Linked DNA regions of Mus musculus: region 2 is linked to region 1. Evidence: chromatin contacts called from public HiChIP or PLAC-seq data. All regions are on one chromosome and are shown on one strand. Each heading gives the region's core, a stretch centred on a gene start, on an enhancer-like site or on the middle of the called end of the contact. The rest is flanking DNA. Distances are from core to core; before and after follow the strand shown.

Region 1 (5,559 bases), core at 982-3,481:
AAGAATGAGGGAATAGATTAGTGATGTCTGGAATGGGCAGTGGAAGGGGAATAGATGTACAGGACACGTGAGTGAGAACTGGGGCCTTCTGTGAAGAATGAGGGAATAGATTAGTGATGTCTGGAATGAGCAGTAGAAGGGGAATACTGGGAATTTGTTCTTCCGGATTCAATATGTTTGATAATCTCTAAGAATTTTTTCTAACTTCCTTTAAGTGGAAATCCACAGAAGAAATATGCATGTTTCTCATCCTTCCAATGATACAGAGATAGTGTTAGGTCTGGGGTCACCATCCAAATCCATGAGCCACATCTAGGTTATCACTCACCATGGTCATTAGCATCCCACAGTCTTCTCGTATCCCTCCTGAGCTTTTTCTGTAGCCGGTGATCAGCTCGCCAACCCTAAAGGCGCTTAGTCCTTTACTCCAGATGTGACCTTCAAAGGGGGTGGAGAAAAAGAAATGTTCCTGGTCTCCTTTAAACAGATGTCATTTGTAATGATTTAAGGAGTTAAAAAAAGCCACACATCCTAAGAATCCAGCACTGCCCAGAAAGTTCAAGAAATCAACACTTTGTTTGGGGTTCTCTCATTCCTTTCCAGCGTGGACAGGCTTAGCAGAGCTGGCCTGTCCTGGTAGTAGCTATGGAGCTAAGCTCCACAGGAAGGGAATCCTAAGCCTATATTGTGATGCAGGAGAGAAGGTTCTCAGCTTGTGCAAAGGCCAAGTGAATGAGAAAGGGGATGCTGTAATAGCAGGCCGACTGGCAGCCCTGGAGTCCACAGACCTCTGACAGCAAGGGCAAGTCACTGGAAGGAGAAGGCTATAGAGGGAAACTGGCAGGGCACCCCTAAAAGCATGGGCCACCTCACAAGAATCCTGTACCGCAGATAGGGAGATAAGGGACTGAAGTGGCCCTTCCTTGCTTGCTTGGCTCTGAACCACCTTGTATGGAGCCATAGGAAACTCAGCATACAGCACCCTATGCTGGGAGACTCAGCACTCAGTATCCCACACCCAGCTTGCAGACTCCAACCCCCATTTCTTCAACCTGTCTCCATCATTGAAAGGGTCTAAAAGAACAAGCTAGTAAAAGATAAAGAAACAGAGATATAGGGGTAGACTACAAGGGAGCCACCTGCTAGCAAGCCTGGCTATGCGAGCATTGTGGTGGGTGTGTGTGGAGGGAAGGTGTTCACCCTGGGCTGCTGGAATAGCCATAGGTGTGTGCAGACAGCTGTGAAGGAGTTCTGGGCATCCCGGTCCTTCCTCAAGAGCATGAGAACCACCTCCAACTCTTGTCTCTCTCCTCCCCAGGGACGATGCCTTCTCCGATAGCCTGAGCCAAAAGGCTGACAGCGAGGCCAGCAGTGGGCCACTGCTGGATGACAAGGCCTCTTCCAAGAATGACCTCCAGTCCCCCACAGAGCACATCTCTGATTACGGCTTTGGGGGGGTGATGGGCCGGTAGGAAACATGGGTTCATTTTTGTTTGTTTGTTTCACTAGTACCCATTTGCTTGTTTGTGTCTGAATTGGGAGAAGCAAGAGGGCAGGAAGGGGAGGAGAAGGCTGTTACAGCACCTTGATCCTACAAGCCACGACCCTGGGAACAGCTGGGTGGGCTGGCTGGAAGGACCCAAAGATTCTCGGGTGTGAGCCACCCAGCTTTGAGGGGGAGGGGAGGGGCATTGAAGAAGGTGGAGGAAGACATATGCTGGGCTCATAGAACTTTTTTATTTTAAATAATAATCATAGGCCAGCCTGACCACATAGTCAGACTGTCTTGAAAATTTAATATGATAGTAGTGAGAGAGAGACACAGAGAGACAGAGACACAGAGAGAGAGACAGAGCAATAAGACTGTCTTGAGTACTAAGAGAGGCAGACGCGCGCGCGCGCGCGCACGCGCGCACACACACACACACACACAGAGAGAGAGAGAGAGAGAGAGAGAGAGAGAGAGAGAGAGAGAGAGAGAAGTTGGCGAGTGCTTTTCTTCCTTTCTCCAGCAGCTCCCGGATCCTTCCAGCTTTCTGCTGGAGGTGATTTGTCATACAACATTTTTAAAGATCTAAAGCTCCCACAGTCCCCCATCCCTGAAACACACCACTTAAACAGAGAGCTCACACCTCCTTTTGTGCCAGTGAAAGTTGATACCCGACTCCGCCCACCTGTTTAGTGGGAGCAGATTTGCCAGTTTCTTCACAGAGGCTGGGCTGCATCACATGACCCTTCTGCCAGCAAGGCGCTGTGCAAGTCCTCCTGGGAACAGGAACAAGAGAGAAAGCTAACAGCCTGTCACTCTGCCTCACCCCCAACCCCGGGTTCTCTTGGAATGTCAAGTCTGTGTGCCCCACCCCCACCCCTGCTGCAGAAGGGTCATGTAATCAACCCAGTCTTTCCAGAGATTGGAAGCCACCTGTGTCAGCATACAATGGGAGCATACTCAAGAATTTATTTTAGTTGAGGTCCTGATGGCTCTTTTTAGAGCTAAGTCTATTCAGTTTGGCTTTGGACACTGCAGGATGATAGAGTCCACAGAGAAGTCAAAGACTGGGGTCCACCGATGAGAATGGCATGGTCCCCTGCTCCTAGGAGGGCCATATCATCTCCTGTCTCTCTCCCCTCTTGCCTCGCTCATCTTTCTTCTTTTCTTTCTCAAAAGCCTCTTCCTCCCCAACACCTATGCTTTGGTCCTATTGGGCCACCTCCAGGCTTGCTTAGCTTTGCTGGGGTCAGAGGGTTTGAATTGCCACCAGTCTCATGGAACTTGGTCCATTCCCAGCATCCCATTCTTCCCTCCCCTCATGAAGACCTCTGTATCTTAGGGGACTTCCATAGGACAGAGCCATCTTTAAGTTATTTTTAAACCCACTCAGATGTGGGCAGGTGAGAGATGATAGTTCATTGATGTAGCTGATTCACCGGATGGACTTGGGAGAATACAGGAAAGCTGTGGCAGACATGGGTCAAAGGCTTGTGCCCTCCCTTCATAAGCAGCTCATACCCTTTTATACCAGTAGAGCACTGGAGGTGGACAAGGTACCCATAGACCAGAAGCATAGTTTAAAATGATGTATTCACTCTTCAACGACTTGGTTTCCATTGGTGGGTGACAACAGTGAACAGGTGTTTTGTTCCTAGAGGTCCCCTCCTGTGCTTACTGTGGCCTTTTGGTACAGTCAAGCCTCAGTGTTTCAAACCAGCTAGAATCTGAAAGGCTTCAAACTATATATGACCAGAGCTGGCCACAGCATTTCCAGTTTGGAATCTTCCTGCCCCGATCTGACCTTAGAATCTACTGACCTTAGGGTCTGCAGTATTGCCATGGCCAGCCTGGCTCCCACTCTCCACATTCCTCCCTGGGTCAGGTTACTCCTCCCCTTTAGGGGAGGTGTCACAGGTCTGAGCCCGCCTTTTATTGCTAAAGTGTTCATTCTGGCTGAATGAGGCTTCACTGTGCTAGCTCCTCTAGATTCCTGTGTAGCTGTAGCATGGGGGTTGGCTGGTACATTCTGAGACTGGCGAGGGTTGACTTCTGCCCCATACTTCCTGCCCCTGGCTCCTTTGCAGAGTGCGACTACGGTCCGACGGAGCAGCCATCCCCAGGCGCCGAAGTGGGGGCGACACACACAGCCCACCCCGGGGCTTGGGTCCCAGCATAGACACGCCACCCCGAGCTGCTGCCTGCCCCAGCAGCCCCCACAAAATCCCCCTCAGCCGGGGACGGATCGAGAGCCCTGAGAAGAGAAGGATGGCGACTTTCGGGAGCGCTGGCAGTATCAACTACCCTGACAAGAAGGCGCTGACAGAAGGGCTCTCCATGAGGTCGACTTGCGGTTCCACGCGACACAGCAGCCTAGGGGACCACAAGTCCCTGGAGGCTGAGGCCCTGGCAGAAGTAAGGGCCCCACAGAAGACACTTAGGCCAGTGAGACACCCAGTGGGACAGAGGGTGGGAAGTGCAGAGTGGGGACCACAGTGGCCTTGGTGGGACTTGAGACTGAGTCAGACAAGACAATGAGTTGGCTTCCTTTCCATGCCACTAGCTATGGCCCTTGGAAAGACTGGAAGACACCCCCCCCCCCAGTGTTCAGGCTGGAGAGAGGGTAGCTGGGTTATGGGACTGGGACAATGGCAGCCCTCTCCCTGAGATGCTATGATTAAGTCCGTGTATCCATGCATGTATCTATCCATGTATCCATGCATGCATCCGTCCTTTGTTCATGACTCTATTGATTTAGTGATGAATCTTGACTGGGCATCTGTTGGGTGACATCCATCACCTTCGATGAAGTACAGTGGAGACCTGATGCACTTTGGCCCTGCCCATGTGAGCTTAGAGTTAAAGAGAACTGCCGACACGAAATGGCTGCTAGGCTAGGCATCTTTAATAAGTGGGGGGAGGGGTTACATCATATTTTGAGAGTCTACAGTTTAGAAGTAATGCACTGGGAGGAGATGAGGAGATGGGCAGGACTGAATAGTAGAAGCAGAATGGAAGACTAGCTCAGGCTCTTCTAGAGTACTTCCTGTTCGTTTTTGTTTGTTTTTTGTGTTTGTTTTTGTTTTTTGTTTGATTCCCCCCCACACACTGGCCAGATGAACAGCACAATGCATTGTTTACCAGTTCACGTCACTGGTCATGTCTAGTTTGGATATTGCATTCCCAGAAGTCTCCATTGTTATTGCCCTAGCTGTAATTTGGGGCAGCGGTCCATTACACACCTCTCTTGATGCTATCTCTCACTTAAGAGATAACGGGGCCCAAGAGACCCTGCAGGTTGAGGGGAAATCTCTTGTGCTAATGGCCTTTGAGTACCATTCAGAAGGGGTTGAGGTTAGCCTGTGAGCTTCTGAGCACGTCCTTACAAGAGTCCAGGGAAGATCCTCAGAGAATCCCCTGACTGGAAGCAATGCACCACCAGCTAGAACTCCACACGTGGCCTCTACCTCATGTACTGATGCCTACTTCCAGAGAGTACTTGGGGTCAGTACCTTGGCATGGGCCATGCAAAGGAGACAGCCAAGTTGACCTTCTATCCTTGAAGGCTAATCTCTTGAGAACCATCCCCCTAGCACCTAGAATCTTCTAAAGACTCTGCCAGTCACAATGGGGCAGAGGCTTCATAAAGCTGGCTTGAGGCGCTCTACATGGCCATTCAAATGCAGTCTGGGGCACTGTGTCTAACACATCGCAGACTGCTATGAGATACCTGTGGGGTATTCTGCAGTTAGCATCATTTATGCTGTGGTACTCTAAGTAGAAATGTGTATTGACAAGACATTTTAGAGCTTTGCAATAGTTTGTTGAGCACTGTGGATCTCCAGCAAGAACAGAGTGTATTCCATTGCCAGACTTCTTTAGTTTTATTTGGGGAGCACTTCGTCAGCCTAGTCTAAGAAATACACTCAGCAATCCTATGCACATTGTCAGAGTGCACACCCACTCTAACTGGATAGTGCTTTTCACCGGTGGAAGTGAAACTGAAGCTCATGGGAAACGGTGGAAACAGTCAAGAAGACGCTGGCCAGCTACCTACTTGTTCAACTTCA
Region 2 (5,559 bases), core at 825-3,324, 580 kb before region 1:
CATAAAATTCCCTACATGTTATAATCTCTCAAGGTTCAAAGGGCTCTCAATTAGGAATGTTGAATGGTGGGCTCCTACAAATTCTTCAAGACCTAGTTCAAATGACACTTTTTGGGGGGGGGGGGTTCGAGACAGGGTTTCTCTGTGTAGCCCTGGCTGTCCTGGAACTCACTCTGTAGACCAGGCTGGCCTCGAACTCAGAAATCCGCCTGCCTCTGCCTCCCAAGTGCTGGGATTAAAGGCGTGAGCCACCACGCCCGGCCAAATGACACTTTTATTATGACTTTTTTTCACTCTCTCAAGGAAAAGCTGTTCCCGTGGCATTTTATTCTCACCTCCAGTGTGACATTTTCTGGTTTTCTCCCATTCTACTAGGAGATCTTCAGTAAATACCAGACCTATTTACTTCTAAATCCCCAGTTCCTAGCATGCATTGGACTCCCAAGCCTGGGCAAATACCATGAAACCTGTGAATAGCTGAATGAGAAGACCACCAGATTAGGAGTTGAGGAAGATCAGATTACGCATTAAACGTTGCTTATTGTATGCCTGAGTGAGTGGCCAATGACTGAGTCCTAGATTCCAACAGAAACCATTGAACTACACAATCAGTGCATCGCTGAAGTCTTAATGGGGAACCTCACCCTGGAACTGGGTGGGGAGATATAGGGAGAAACCTTGTGAAATGGTCATTTCCGCAGGACAAACGGCACAGGCTACACTTGGTTTCCTCATTTACTGATTCATGCAACATTAACTCAGGGCCTACTGAATGCCAGGACACAAACATGATCACAAAAATCTAGGCATTATGTTCCAAGGTTCTCAAAGGCTAACCCTCCCCCACCTCAGTTTCTGGGTGAGTAGAGACAGCAGATGGCACCAAACCCCAGGGAGCCCAGCTTAGTCTGGTACCGCTCCAATTTCTCTCAGGACTAGTTTGAACTAGTGCCTAGGACCACCAATGCAGGGCCTGCCTAACCTCCCTGACAAACACTAACTCTCAGCCTTTCCTTCCTTCTCCTGAGGCTTAACTACAAGAATGGGCAGCTCTCGTCCATCTATCGACAGCAAGTCAGCCAAGCTACACATTCAATTCCAACTCACTTCTATTTCCTACCTGCTGCTGTGCCTTTAAACACAAAACCAATTATAGGTACAAACAAGCTCAACACTTTCCAAGCCGGGTCCCTGGTGAACGCTGCCGTTCTGGCTTTGCTGCCCTGGTTCCCGAACTAGCACAGTGCCCCAAGGGACCTGGCGTCAGAGGCACGAAGGTGTCCAGAACTTAGCTCTGAAAGCCCTGGGGCCCTTGGATATGGCGGAAGCACCTACTCCCGGGAACTCCAGGAGCAGAAGGAAGTAAGGGGTAAGGGGTGGGACAAGGCCCGCGGGGCTAGAGCCCAATCTCCCGGATGCTGCGCCGCTTCCCTTTTGTCAAAGTGTAACAAGTCAAACAAGGTTTCCCTTCTGCCTCTGGCCCAGGCAGCCTCAAAGGGAACACTGCTGCCGCGGACGCTCCCCACGAACGAATGGCATGTCAATTCTCCCTGCTCCAGGGGCTCAGGAGGAGCCTAAGGCGCCTCGCCAGGGCTGCCCCTTCTCCACTGGCACTACCTCCCGGCCCCGGCCCGTACTCACCGGCCACCTCCAGTCTGGGCTCATCGCCGGGGGCGCCCGCCGGGGCTCCAACCCCGTGTGGGAGGCCGGCGATGAGAGACGGGCCGAGAAGGGGAAACCCGAACTCTCGGAAGCGAAGCTGGCCGCCCCGGCTCCTGCCCCGCACTCTCTGGCCCGGCTCCCCCGGCTTCCCGCGCTGACCCCTGCCACTCCTGGTCCCGCCGGTGCCCCAGCGTCGCAATTCCGCAAGCACCTTCGCGTTTCCCGAGCTTTTGGATCTTCTGGCCTGGGAACCCGGTGCCGCCGGGACAATGGGGGGGCTCCTGGAGGCGGCACAGGAACAGCAGCGGCGAGACCGTGGCGGCAAAGGCTGTGGCAGCGGCGGCAGCAGCAGCGACGGCGACGGCGTCCGCCAGGGTAAACGTGGTCCCGTGGCGCTGTATAGACGCACTTTCGCCACGGTTCCTCGCCGGTCTACTGAGGAGCTTGAGACCAACCTGTCGGTCTGAAAAAGATCTCTGGACACCTTAAAGGGCTCAGCAAGCGCCTCCATGTTCTAAGTGGAGTTTCTGGCGAGCGAAAGCTCAGTTTTGGGGAGTCTGAGTCCTCGGGCCGTTTGTGGCGAATCTGCGACTACGGACAGGCAGCGCGAGGCTGGGCGTGAGGAGCCCGCCCTTCTCCCCTCCCCCTCTGCCGCCGCCTGCTCCCTCCCTCCTGCTGGCGCGACTGCTGCGGTAGGGACCTGGCCTTGGTCTCCGAGGAAGGCGACTGGGAGGAACGGGGCGGGAGCGCCGGGTGGGGCGGAGTTGAGGGCAGGGCCTAGAGCCGGACGAACGCAAGGGAGCCGCAGAGGCCCGCAGATATGGTCAGGGGCGGGGCGACGTGGGAAGACTAGGCCGGCGCGGGAGGGGCTTGTGTTTAGGGGGTGGAGCTGCGGGAAAGCGGTGCCCTGATGCGACGACCGCAGCCGGAAGAGTGGGCCCGAGGGGCCCAAGTAACGAAGGGCGGAGCTTTGGGTAAGCCTGGAAGGTGGAGCTAAACTAGGGATGAAGCTACAGCTGGGAAAGCGCACCACAGTGCTGCAGGGTAAGGGCGGGACTTAGGAACGTAAGGGGCGGGGCTTCCGCTGAAATGTGAGACTGAAGGGTGACGAGGCGTGGCCCTAATGAGGGAACTGAGTTTGGGGAGGTTCCAGTGCATTCCAGTAAAACTGTAGGACTCAGATTGGCAGCGCTGGACTACAAGGTTACCGGTAGCTGATTGGAAGACGGTATCAAAACACACAGCCCATTGAATATGACTGACACCTCAAGTGTGATCGTGGGAAATTCTTCTTTGGGTTCTTCAATTGTAAACCTGGAACTCGAAAATTCTGTCAGTTCCTGGGGGTTTCAGAGAATTTGGATGTCAGGGATCATCATTGTCAAGCAGTGCTTGTAGTTTTGTCACTGAAGAGTATGATAGTCTTCCAAGATGCTAGAGTCACTGAGAACGCGGTTTATTTTCATGCGGACTTGGTATTCAGCTCCCTAAAGTGCACGTTTTCTTATGACACGTTTCCCCCGAGAAATGCCAATAAAACCAGCACTCCAAGTTGTTTCCTGGTCAAAAGGGGGGGTCTGGCGTAAAATCGGTGGTTTCTATAAAGAAATGGCTTATTGCAGCGGAGTTTCTCATTATTAAATGGGGATAATATATAGTCCCTCTGTCCCGGGGTTATGATAAGGATTAAGAGAGTTGAAGACTGTAAATTGCCTAATACAGTGTCTGTTGTATAAGATTCGCATGCACAAAGAAAATACAAGCTATTATACTCATCCAGAAAATTCAGAATAAACCAGTAATCGCAGCACTCAAGAGGATTGAATTAGGATTGCTCCAACTGCTTATGAGTTCCAGGTCAGGCTGAGCCATACAGCAAGACCCTATCTAAACAAAACAACCAAAATAAATGAATCAAAGAAGTTATACAGCTTTTTTTCATTATTGAAGGCTTTGCACACACAAGGACAGGGATATATCACAACAGCCGTTTCTTTTTTATTAAAAAACAAAACAAAACTTTTTTTTTTAATGACAAAGTCCAGATAAGTTGCCTACACTGGCCTTGAACTTGTGATTACAGGCTTGTACCACTAGGACCTCACAGTTGTCTTAAAGCTAGCTCTTTTGGGGTGAAGAACCTTTTAGAAAATCTCATGAAAGCTATGGGTCTGTCCTGAGGAAAAAAGTGTTCAAGTATGTATAACAAGTTTTCTTAAAGATTTATTTATTTATTTTATGTATGTGAGTACACTGTAGCTGTACAGATGAGTACACAGTAGCTGTACACCTGAACCTTCATGTGGTTGTTGGAAATTGAATTTTAGGACCTCTGCTCGCTCTGATCAACCCTGCTTGCTCAGATCTTGCTTGCTCCGGCCCAAAAATTTATTTATTATTATATATAAGTACACTGTAGCTGTCTTCAGACACACAAGAAGAGGGTATCAAATCTCATTAATGGTGGTTGTGAACCACAGTGTGGTTGCTGGGATTTGAACTCAGGACCTTTGGAAGGGCAGTCAGTTCTCTTAGCCACTGAGCCATCTCACCAGCCCACACGTTTTCTTACAATATTTGAAATTTTATATAGAAGTGACTGGATGAGTGCATTAGGATGGATGTTAACCTCACTGAAGTTATCATTACTCCCTCACTCTTGATGTGACCCCAGGCTCTGGGTCCCTCAGTCTCCCTCTCCAACACCCATGAGACAGAGACTGCGTAAGATGAGCTTTATTGTTGTCATGAGGCGGTAGGTGGTGATCATGCCAAGCCTTTCTGAAGTCAGGGGGCAAAAAGCTTGTCAGCCAGCACTGATCAACCTAGATGGCCCTCCTGGTCAGGTTCAGAGCTCCAGGTGCCTTTAACTTCCAGCAGTGGGTAGACAGGTAAGCAGACTGCTAAGCATTGGCTATGTGAAGTCCTCAGGGCTGTTCTGGGGCTGGGGTTGGGTTGGGGCTCGCAGGGGGAGGAGGTCGAGGCTGGATGTCCCTGGTGCGCATATAGGAGAGCAACTGTTCAGGAATCTCAGCTAGTACATCCTTGGCCAGTCGGGCCATGCTCAGCACCTGGTTCCCCGATCGGTCAACATAATCTCGGAATGGGACAAACTGGGACAGACAGGAAAGAAAGGTGAGCTTCGGCCAAGGGAGTAGGTAGCACTCAAGTTTCATCTTTGACCCCTAACATTTCTTTCCAACTATCACTATTCTTCTGAGAGTCTCTTTAGCTTCACTGTACTTGAATGTCATCCTTCTGAATGCATCCAATTCTTTGTGTCGGGTGTTGGACATTGAACGCAGGATCTTGTATATGCAAGACAAGCTGCCTACCACTGAACCACATCACTACTCCTGACACCACACTCTTCCCCCCTCCTTTTCTAGAAGCTTCCCTTCGTGTCAACTCCACTCCTCTGGGTTTTCCTGAACTGCCCCCCTTTCACCCTGTCTCTCTATGAAACCCTGGCTATCATGGAACTCATCATGTAGACCAAGCTGGCCTTCAGGGAGATCCATCTGCCTTCTACTCGAGTGCTGGGAAGGAGAGCGTTGAACTTGGGAGCAAGAGAGGGAGGCGTTGGGATTGAGAGGGAAGAGCAGTTTGCCAGAGAAAGGAGGTTAATAAAGGGAGGGCAGGGAAAAGCACCCTCCAGAGCCCCGTGTTTGCCTCTGTCCTTGGGTCTCATTCTGTTGGGATCCCCCTGTTTCAGCCTCCTAACAGCTTGAGCTGTAGCCACTGTACCTAACCCTGGCCCAGAACTGCCCATTTAGTTGCTAAAACTACGTTTTCCTTCAGTTATCACAGATCCCCCAAACCCAGCTTTACCTATTGAATACCAAGTCTTCCGGACCTATCTCTGCCTCTAGCTTCGCCTTACCCAGTCAGTGGGAC

The links. HiChIP or PLAC-seq counts read pairs in DNA pulled down with a chosen protein or histone mark.
Region 2: an H3K4me3 HiChIP or PLAC-seq map of craniofacial prominence shows a contact between it and region 1, with 4 times the contacts expected there. The contact joins the promoter of Brpf1 here to the enhancer-like site in region 1. A contact is called at or near these places in 3 of 39 promoter capture datasets (cranial neural crest, hippocampal neurons and pre-B cells), 3 of 115 datasets of contacts at active chromatin or transcription factors (the NIH/3T3 cell line, astrocytes and craniofacial prominence) and 1 of 9 other capture datasets (liver).

Annotation. Positions count from the first base shown.
Region 1 is chr6:112,725,558-112,731,116 of GRCm38.p6, reverse strand. Srgap3 (SLIT-ROBO Rho GTPase activating protein 3) reads left to right here. Exons shown (of 22, transcript NM_080448.4): 20 at 1,319-1,468; 21 at 3,577-3,904. Among named protein-coding and RNA genes, the nearest start is that of Gm26799, 29 kb to the right of the region's middle. Within about 2 kb of position 2,231, at least 127 of the 459 cell types and tissues checked have an H3K27ac peak or open chromatin away from gene starts, as enhancers often do. A contact at or near this core is called in craniofacial prominence, where this site is marked.
Region 2 is chr6:113,303,652-113,309,210 of GRCm38.p6, reverse strand. Brpf1 (bromodomain and PHD finger containing, 1) reads right to left here and starts at 2,074. Exons shown (of 13, transcript NM_030178.2): 1 at 1,874-2,074. It overlaps Cpne9 (copine family member IX), which reads right to left. Exons shown (of 21, transcript NM_170673.3): 21 at 3,640-4,775. The coding sequence ends at 4,590.